Linked DNA regions of Mus musculus: regions 1 and 3 are each linked to region 2. The links are chromatin contacts, called in public Hi-C maps. All regions are on one chromosome and are shown on one strand. Each heading gives the region's core, a stretch centred on a gene start, on an enhancer-like site or on the middle of the called end of the contact. The rest is flanking DNA. Distances are from core to core; before and after follow the strand shown.

The links. Hi-C and Micro-C count contacts between places; a contact is called where the count stands out from the background.
Region 1: a contact with region 2 is called in a Hi-C map of bone marrow-derived macrophages, with 11 read pairs. The contact joins two enhancer-like sites. A contact is called at or near these places in 7 of 15 datasets of contacts at CTCF or cohesin (embryonic stem cells, hippocampal excitatory neurons, large pre-B cells and 3 more), 11 of 484 Hi-C or Micro-C datasets (the G1E-ER4 cell line, LSK cells, bone marrow-derived macrophages and 5 more) and 1 of 115 datasets of contacts at active chromatin or transcription factors (bone marrow-derived macrophages).
Region 3: a contact with region 2 is called in a Hi-C map of bone marrow-derived macrophages, with 13 read pairs. The contact joins two enhancer-like sites. A contact is called at or near these places in 6 of 39 promoter capture datasets (cranial neural crest, embryonic stem cells, hippocampal neurons and 2 more), 1 of 484 Hi-C or Micro-C datasets (bone marrow-derived macrophages), 1 of 115 datasets of contacts at active chromatin or transcription factors (the 230-238 cell line) and 3 of 9 other capture datasets (adipose tissue, liver and macrophages).

Annotation. Positions count from the first base shown.
Region 1 is chr3:15,274,441-15,277,868 of GRCm38.p6, reverse strand. No RefSeq gene overlaps it. Among named protein-coding and RNA genes, the nearest start is that of Gm9733, 56 kb to the left of the region's middle. Within about 2 kb of position 1,783, at least 48 of the 459 cell types and tissues checked have an H3K27ac peak or open chromatin away from gene starts, as enhancers often do. A contact at or near this core is called in bone marrow-derived macrophages, where this site is marked.
Region 2 is chr3:16,041,864-16,045,036 of GRCm38.p6, reverse strand. No RefSeq gene overlaps it. Among named protein-coding and RNA genes, the nearest start is that of Gm5150, 37 kb to the right of the region's middle. Within about 2 kb of position 1,511, at least 1 of the 459 cell types and tissues checked has an H3K27ac peak or open chromatin away from gene starts, as enhancers often do. A contact at or near this core is called in bone marrow-derived macrophages, where this site is marked.
Region 3 is chr3:15,339,234-15,342,311 of GRCm38.p6, reverse strand. No RefSeq gene overlaps it. Among named protein-coding and RNA genes, the nearest start is that of Gm9733, 8.5 kb to the right of the region's middle. Within about 2 kb of position 1,776, at least 4 of the 459 cell types and tissues checked have an H3K27ac peak or open chromatin away from gene starts, as enhancers often do. A contact at or near this core is called in bone marrow-derived macrophages, where this site is marked.

The sequences.
Region 1 (3,428 bases), core at 534-3,033, 770 kb after region 2:
TTGGGTATTCTGAGCTTTTGGACTAATATCCACTTTATCAGTGAATGCATACAATGAGTGTTCTTTTGTGATTGGGTTACCTCACGCAGGATGATATCCTCCAGACCCATCCATTTGTCTAAGAATTTCATAAATTCATTGTTTTTAATGAATGTGCGTAGTACTACTACTAGTACTACTACGTAGTATTCCATTGTGTAAATGTACCACATTTTCTGTATCCATTCCTTTGTTGAGGGACATCTGGGTTCTTTCCAGCTTCTGGCTGTTATAAATAAGGCTGCTATGAGCCGGGCAGTGGTGGCTCACACCTTTAATCCCAGCACTCGGGAGGCAGAGGCAGGCAGATTTCTTAGTTTGAGGCCAGCCTGGTATACAAAGTGAGTTCCAGGACAGCCAGAGCTATACAGAGAAACCCTGTCTCAAAAAAAAAAAAAAAAAAAAAAAAGGCTGGTATGAACATAGTGGAGCATGTGTCCTTATTACATGTTGGAGCATCTTCTGAGTATATGCCCAGGAGAGGTATTGCTGGGTCCTCAGGTAGCACTATGTCAAAATTTCTGAGGAACCACCAAATTGATTTCCAGAGTGGTTGTACCATCTTGCAATCCCAGCAGCAATGGAAGAGTGTTCCTCTTTCTCTACATCCTCACCAGCATCTGCTGTCACTTGAGTTTTTGATCTTAGCCACTCTGACTGGAGTGTGGTGGAATCTCACTGTTGTTTTGATTTGCATTTCTCTGATGACTAAGGATGTTGAAAATTCTTTGTTGAGCTCTGTACCTCACTTTTAATAGGGTTATGTGTTTCTGTGGAATCTAACTTCTTGAGTTGCTTGTATGTATTGGATATTAGCCCTGTATCAGATGTAGAGTTGGTAAAGATCTTTTCCCAATCTGTTGGTGTCCGTTTTTTTTTTCCTATTGACAGTGTCCTTTGCCTTACAGAAGCTTTGCAATTTTATGAGGTTTCATTTGCTAATTCTTGATTTTAGAGCATAAGCTATTGGTGCTCTGTTCAGGAAATGTTCCCCTGTGCCTCTGTGCTTGAGGCTATTTGGTCCTTCTTAGAAGTGGGAACAAAATACCCATTAGAAGAGATACAGAGACAAAGTGTGGAGCAGAGACTGACCATCCAGAGACTTCCCCACCTGGGGATCCATTCCATATACAGTCACCAAACCAAAACACTATTATGGATGCCAAAAAGTCCTTGCTGACAGGAGTCTGATATAGCTGTCTCTGACAAATACAGAGGTGGATGCTCTCAGCCAACCATTGGCCTGATCACAAGGTTTCCAATGGAGGAGCTAGAGAAAGGACCTCAGGAGTTGAAAGGGTTTGCATCCCCATAGGAGGAAAAACAACAATATGAACCCACTAGAAACCCCAGTGCTCCAGGGACTAAACTACCAACCAAAGAATACACATGGAGGAACCCATGGCTCCAGCTGCCTATGTAGCAGAGGGTGGCCTTGTGGGACAGCAAACGGAGGAGAGGCCCTTGGTCCTGAGAAGGCTCTATGCCCCAGTGTAGGGGAATTCGAGAACAGGGAAGCAGAAGTGGGTGTGTTGGTAAGCAGGGGGAAGGGAGATGGAATCGGCGGTTTTCAGAGAGGAAACAAAGAAAGGGGATAACATTTGAAGTGTAAATTAAAAAAATCTAATAAAAAATTAAAAAAGAAGTCTTTTCTGTGGTGTTTCAGTGGGTATGAGAACTAGTTGTAGCTCTGACCTCCACACCCGAAAACAGGAACCTCAATTAAGCAATTTCCTGCTTGCTGCTGGTCTGTGGGCAAGTCCAAGTGACATTCATTTAATGACTAACTAAGGTGAGTCTATTCCACTGTGTGCAATCTTACCCTAGGCAGATGAACCCAGGTATAATAATATAGGAGCTCAAACCAGGCATGGCAGTGCATTCCTCTACTCTCTGCACTCAGAAACAAAGTCAGGAGGATCTATTTCTTTGTGTTCCAGGCCAGCCAGAACTACATACCAAGATATGAGACCTAGACTCAGAAAGAAGGAAAGAGGAAAAGAGAAGGAGGGCAGAGAAAGGACGTAGACGATGAAGAAGGGAGGGAAATAGTTGAAAGACTAACCATAGGCTATGACAGCTACTACCTGTGAGCCAAACAAACAAACAAACAAACAAACAAGGCATTTTAATGAATCATTACTTTCTGAGTATGATGGTGCTGTCCACTCAGTTATTAAACAGATTTTATACATGTTTCTATTAGATATAGATTACAGATAGGTCTTGTTTTAGTCAAGTGAGGACATTGTGCCCAATTTTTCAAAGCACACTGGGAGTTTAAAATATTCAAAAGTTTGGAGATTGATTTATAACAGAGAATGGGGTGTGATAACTCCAAATTTTCAATTCTCATTCTGTTCCTCAAAACCAAAGAACTTCATCCCTTCCTCTACAACAGGACACCCCCTGTATCCTTACCTCTCTGCCTCCATTGTCAATGCATCCCATAGATATTCTCATGAACGCCCCACTTCTTGCTTTATGACAACTCCCACCTCTAGAAGGCACTCTCTGGAAACCCACAGGCCACTCCTATCAGGGATTCAAGTGGGCTGGCAATTCCTGCCAGGTATACAGGTGGGTTAACTGCAGAACTTAAACCCTTCTTCCATTACTGCAAGTCCAATCTCAAAACAACCCTGACATTCCACCTCATAACAGCTAGAATGACTAAGATAAAAAATTCAGGTACCAGCAGATGCTGGCGGGGATGTCGAGAATGAGGACCACTCCTCCATTGTTGGTGAGATTGTAAGCTGGTAAAACCACTCTGGAAATCAGTCTGGGTGTGCCACAGACCCTCTGGGTCCCTTTGTCTGCGTGGAATGAGTCTCTGGGGCAGGTGGGCAAGGTGCCAGCAGGTGACAGACAGACCAACTCTCGAGATTGTGTAGAATCTGAATGTACTGTCACAAAGTGAACACCAGTCTTATAAAGTACAGAAAATAAAAGGGGTAGGAAGTCACAGCAGGCAAAGTACATTGAAGTTGCCTGACACAAAACAAAGGAATGACTTCAAAAGGATTTACAGGAACCAGGTAAATGTTTACAGTAAAGATAAAGCAGTCCTGCCTTGGGTCAGCTTAATGACTGGTAAGGATTTCACGCCCTAATGCTACTCCTTTGAGCCTTGTGAAGGCTAGCACCAGGGAGTTCTGCTCTTAGCAGAATGCCCCCCTATTTCCTAGGCCTCGATAAATTCTTATATGAGTGTAACTTTTAAGTATCTGGAGAATCTCCATTTGTCAGAAGAATTCACCAACTTGCTTCTAATATGCAATGTAGCCTGTACTGAAGATTTCTATCTCAGTGGGATTCCCTGGCTCTTTTATGGTATTCCCTTGTTTGGGTGAGATTTGCTACTGTCCTTAGTAAATACTTTGCAG
Region 2 (3,173 bases), core at 262-2,761:
TTTACAATAGCTAGAAGCTGGAAATAACCCAGATGTTCCTTAACAGAGGGATGGATACAGAAAATGTGATACATTTACATAATGGAGTACTACTTAGCTACTAAAAACAATGACTTTATGAAATTCTTAGGCAAATGGATGGAACTATAAAATATCATCCTGAGTGAGGTCACCCAATCAAAAAAGAACATGCATGGTATGCACTCATTGATAAGTGGATATTAGCCCAAAAGTTTGGAATACCCAAGATACAATTCATAGACCACATGAAGCTCAAGAAGGAAGACCAAAGTAGTTAAGTGAGGAGAAAAGAGAGACTATTAATTTTTCATCAGCTAAACCCCAGAGATGAAGCAAGATAAGGAGCCAAGCAGGCAGGGCTGGGTCTGAAGTTTATTTGCCGTGGAAAGAAGCTTTAAAGAAGTGAGGTCATAGGGAAAATGCCCCTGACCACACTGGGGAAGAAGGCTAACAAGGATGCAGCTGAGAAACCAATTTGGTAACTAGTAAACATCTGGAGAGAAATGACAGTGAAAGCAGAACAGCAAAGACCGAGACGTAAGTGGAGCGCTATCCGGGGTCTTAGTATGTGAGACCATAAAGGGTAAGGGAGAAGGAAGGGGGGCTGAAGGCAGCCTGGGAGCAAAGCCCCGTGTATAAGGCTTGGGCACAGTGGGAAAGGAGCAGGAGAAGGAAGAGACAATCCAGGAGAACAGGGAGTCTTGGAGCCCAAGGAAACATCCCCTGCCTACTGGAAGAGTAGCTCTTGACTGATGAGCCGTCTCTCCATTCCCCCATTTAAACCTGTGCCTTATGTCAGACCCCCTTCCTGGTGCAGCCACATTGAATAAATTTCTCTCTGCCTTTGACTTTCTCAGCTCCTTGACTGGCCTACTGAGGACAAGTGACTGAGCCTAGTTATTAAGACTGCCAGAGCTCTAATACCAAAGTAAAATCCAGCCTGGAAGCTGTGACTCGATTGCTGGGGCCAGAAGTGTGCTAGACTGAAAGGAAACAGCCCTTTTGGTTTTAAAGGGCTAAAACCAAAGGATGAGCAAGCCTGAGGGCTTCAGACATGAATCTCTAACTTTCTTTCTTTTTTTTTTTTTTTGTACTAGAATTTTCAATAGTAATAGAACTTACAGGATGATTGCTCTCTTATATAGAAAGGAGATTTCTAAGAATGATTTACAGGCTTCATTCAAACTAGTGTGGCAGTAAACAGAAAGTGCAAGGATCCAGTAGTTGCTAGGATAGTGAGGAGGGAGCTGAGGAAATCAACCCAGGTAAACATCCTCAGAAGGCAAGAGAGGGCCAGACAGAACCCTCAGATAAGGGATAGAAGTGACTCAATTATCCTTAGAACTTAAAATAGCATGAAAGGATGGGCAGAAGCAGTCATGTTGCCAGCACTGATTTCAAGATATCCTTTGTTTCTCATTTTGTACTTAGTTTAATGCAGGGCAGACCCCTGCAGCAAGTAGGTAGCCACTAGGTGTCAGCCTTGCGTTATGTTTTGTCTTGACCTCAGGAAGTTCTGAGATCCAGAGTAACTAACTACCTTTTCCTCCCCTTACCTTTTCCCTCCCTGGATATTTGAATTCCAGTTTTGAATTTTGGAATGGTGGGGAGGAGGCTATGCAGTCAAGTATTTGCTGACTCACCACTAAGGCAAGACCCTCTGAGCCATAAAGAGAAACAAATGAAAAGGAGAAACTGAAGCCAGAGGGAGGGACTGTCCAAGAAAAAGCTGATATGGCAAGGAAGGGGGAGATGCTTCCAGAAAAGAGAATATGCTAGGTGTGTGTGCTGTAGAGACAGCACCAGGTCATACAGCCTGAGGCTTTCATAGAGGATGGAGGGTGGGATGCGAGTAGCAAAATATGAGTGGTATAAAATCTTCTGTTGCCTTTTTTCGTATTGTGGCTGACCAGAACTAAGTGTAAATAAGTCGATTAAAAAGAAATATAAGAGCCCTGGTAGAATCCGCAGTAGGTAAGGACACTTAAGCATGCTAGCCTGATGACACAAGTTTGATGCTAGAACTTGCATGGTGGGTCAAGTCCATGAGTTTGTGCTCTGACCTCTATACGCATGCTGCAATATACAGAGTCATCATGCACAGACAACAATAATAACATTTTAGAATGTGAAATTCAATGATGGCTTCTCATTGTCACAAATAAGAATTACCTTTATCAAAACAAAAAAAAATAGTGTTTAGTGCCTTTTGTAAATATTGACCTACATTTGATATGCAACTATGAAATGCTAAAAAAGTTATACTTTTACACAAGATATGAAGGAGGACATTTATGTTCACTGCTGGATTTTATTTTCAAAAAGCGATTATGATGCTCCTTTCTATGCTTTCAGCCCTGGATTCTCACCTTGCAGAAAAACAACAGTTTATGCCTTTGAGGTGGACTACATTGATTCATCCTTTCTTTTATGAATAATGTGGAGAAAACCACAGTATTTTCTGAAGCATTAGCATATCATTTCAAATCTTTTGTTCTACAGTCTCTTTTTGATCAGGTTTTGTGCAGCAATGTAGATTGTAAAGGTAGTGGAATATAGTTAGACAACAGGAATAATGTTTAAAACTCTATCATTCATACAAGTATTAAAATATGACAAACTCCCAGCTCTACATATTTTCCAAATTGTATGTACTATATATCAAGTCTCTGAAAAATTGCTTAGCCCTTATTTAACAAAAGAAGTCAAAGTAATCTTCTGAAGCAAGAGGAAAGAACAACTAATTGCACTAGAGTGTAGTTTGCCATTTCAATTACAAAAGTATTTGTAATGATTTGTTTAACTCTTTGGTCCTCCTCATTTAGAAGTTATAAATTAGAAGGACACAGGAGCCCTCTGATAGTCCAAGCCCCATCTGAAGGTAAGAGCCACTACTCAGCACGACATGATTGCTGACAGTTAAGAAAATATATTCCTGATGGTTGTTAGATCATTTGAACATGATAGGGCAACCCTGTTAGATTGCTTGAATCCTTATTGTAAAGTTCTGATAACCAATTTTTTTAAAAGAAAGAAACAAAAAGAAATCTGAACATATCATGAATCAAACAAAGCATGCATTTTTTTGTTTTATTATTTAATTAAAAAGTAGCCTTTGTGCATTAGTTGGAAAGCTCTGCCTTTGTATGTGT
Region 3 (3,078 bases), core at 527-3,026, 700 kb after region 2:
ATCAGTTCCTAATATCTCACAGAGAAAAAACTGGGAATATTTGTTTCCAAGATGGTCATAATATGGAAGCATGGTCATAGTATGGAAGTAGCATTACTGGTCATATGCAGTTAAAGGATTGTCTTAGTTTGGGATTCCATTTTTGTAAAGAGAAACCATGACCAAGGCAACTCCTATAAAGTCCAACATTTATCTGGTGCTGACTTACAGTTTCACAGGCTCAGTCCATTATCATCATATCAACAAATAAGGCAGCATGCAGACAGGCATGGTGCAGGAGAAGGATCCAAGATTTCTACATCTTGCTCCAAAGGGAGTCAGAGGACACTGCTTCCTCTACACTGTGTAGAACTTGAGAACAGGATATCAAAGCCCACCCCATAGTGAGACACTTTCTTCCACAAAGGTACACATATGCCAACAATAATACACCTCCTACTATTGTCACTCCCTCTAGGCCAATCATTCACACACATGAGTCTATGCAAGTCAAACCTATTCAAACAACCACAAGGGTTATACTGGTGTGTTGGTTACTTTTCTATTGCTGATAGCGAGAAGTTATTATTTTAAAAATAGGGATGGTTAACATATTTGGACCCTAGCTTTTGAATCTAATTATATAGTGTATATTTACATTTTCAGACCAACTCTAGAAAAGAAATGTTTTTAATGCATTCTTTCATCCTTTATGTTCAAACTTTCAGAATTATAAAGAATTGTGTGGCTTGTTTCTGTAATTTTTATACATGTAGATATCTTTTCTCCTGAAGGACAGTGTCATGAATATTCTTCTGATATCATGTATCAAAAGCAAGCATTTCAAATGATCCAATATTTTAAAATATCTATTATACTCCAAGGTATGATACTGAGATCTGCCTTACATTTCAAACACTGTTGGAGCTATGTATCATTTAACTGAGAGATATATTATAAACCATTCATCATCCTATAAATGTGAATGGAAAAATACTGTTAAGTAATAACATTAGTTTGTGTGATTTTTTTCACACTCAAGTAATGCAATTAATTTAGCTTTTATATTTATAAATACATATATATTCATGCATACAAACACATAAGACATAATTTTATACATATATACAAAAGCAGATACACTCATATAAATGCTTTAAAATGAGCTAAAAAAGGTTTCAAATGTCTTTAAAATGGGCAAGTCATTTCTTTTCCAAAATATTTAAAATTTTTTGAAAAACTTTATAGGCTTTTATTTTTTCTATTTTTTGTTTTTTATTCTTATTAGATATTTTATTTATACATTTTTATATGATATTATATTTTGATATGAGTCAAACATTTGCAACTACATTATCTGTGCTTCAATATAGTGATATGTAATATATATATATAGTATGTACATACATGCATATATGCAATATAGTGATATGTATATATCTCTATCTCATCTATATAAAAATATAGATATATAGACAATATTGATATGTGATATAGTTTTTGCACGCTCCTGGACTTGATTCTTTCATTTCCAGTGAAAGAAAATGAGAAGAAACTGAGGATGGATATTTCCCTTTTCAAGTAAATCACTTTCTGTGTGGAACTTTACTATAAGGCTATGGTAAAATAGTTCCTCCAGCAAGATGATGATCTAGAAATATGCAAATAAGAAACCACAGGACTGGATTTCAGATCACAATGTGGTTCAGACCAGAACAAGGATAATTTCTGTCTAAGAGACCTTTCCTATTTCTGGTATGAAATATCCTGATAGAAGCAATTTAAATAAGGAAGTACTCATTATTTTGGCTCACTGTGGGAGGGTATAGTACATTTTACTGAGGAAGTACAGTACTAGGAAGTAGATATATACAGTCAGGAAGAAGAAAACAGTATGTGCTCACACATTTCTACCTCTCTGCCTCATTCAATTCAGAACCCAGGATACGTTTAACTAATTCATCCCAGTTGGTGGAACTGTTTGGGAAGGTTTAGAAAATGTGTCACTAGGAGTGGACTTGATGTTTCAAAAGACTCATGTCATTTCCTTCATTTTATCAGCCTTCTGTTTGAAGCTGTGGTATGCAAACAGTTTTTCCTGCTGCTATGGCTTTGGTCTACCAACATAGAATCTAAACCTTTGTACCTGTAGGCTGATATAATTTCTGCCTTTCATAAGTTGACTTGTTCATACATAGCTCCACCATTGTTTGAAATGTAAGGCAGATCTCAGTATCATACTTTGGAGTATAATAAATATTTTTAAATATTGGATCATTTGAAATGCTTGCTTTTGATACATGATATCTGAAGAATATTCATGACACTGTACTTCTGGAGAAAATATATCTGCATGTATAAAATTACAGAAACAAGCCACACAATTCTTTATAATTCTGAAAGTTTGAACATGAATTAAGAAAGAATGCATGAAAAAATGTTTCTTTTCTAAAGTTAGTCTGAAAATGTAAATATACAATATATAATGAGATTCAAAAGCTAGGGTCCAAATATATTAACGATCCCTAATTTTAAAATAATAGCTTCTGCATAGTAAATCTTTCTCTTTCAAGTGTAAATTTCAATAATTAAGTATGGTCTTCTCAGATCTTCTCACAGGCAACGCTTGATTTTTGTTTCTGTAGTACAGGAGCTGTGGTAGAGCTCAGTGATGCAATAGGTGCTTAGTGAGCATGAAGTACTATGTTGAAGCCTCAGCAATATAACAAAAACCAAGTCAAAACAGGAAGGAAAGGACAGAATGGGGAAAGGGAAGGAAAGAAGGATATAAACAGGGAGATAAGACAGAAGAGGGAAGGGAGGGGAAGATAGAAAATAAATGAAGGAGGAAAGGGAGAAAGGATAAGGCCATGAATTTCCCCCTCACTTAAGTTTGCTTGAATTCTAAGTGGTGCTGTTTGACTTGATTTTTAAAGCATTTTTCTTTTTTTCCCCTTTTTTCCCTTTTTTTTATTAGATATTTTCTTCATTTACATTTCAAATGCTATCCCCAAAGCCTCCTATACCCTCCCCCCACCCTGCTTCCCAATCTACCCACTCCCGCTTCCTAGCCCTGGCATTGCCCTGTACTGGGGCATA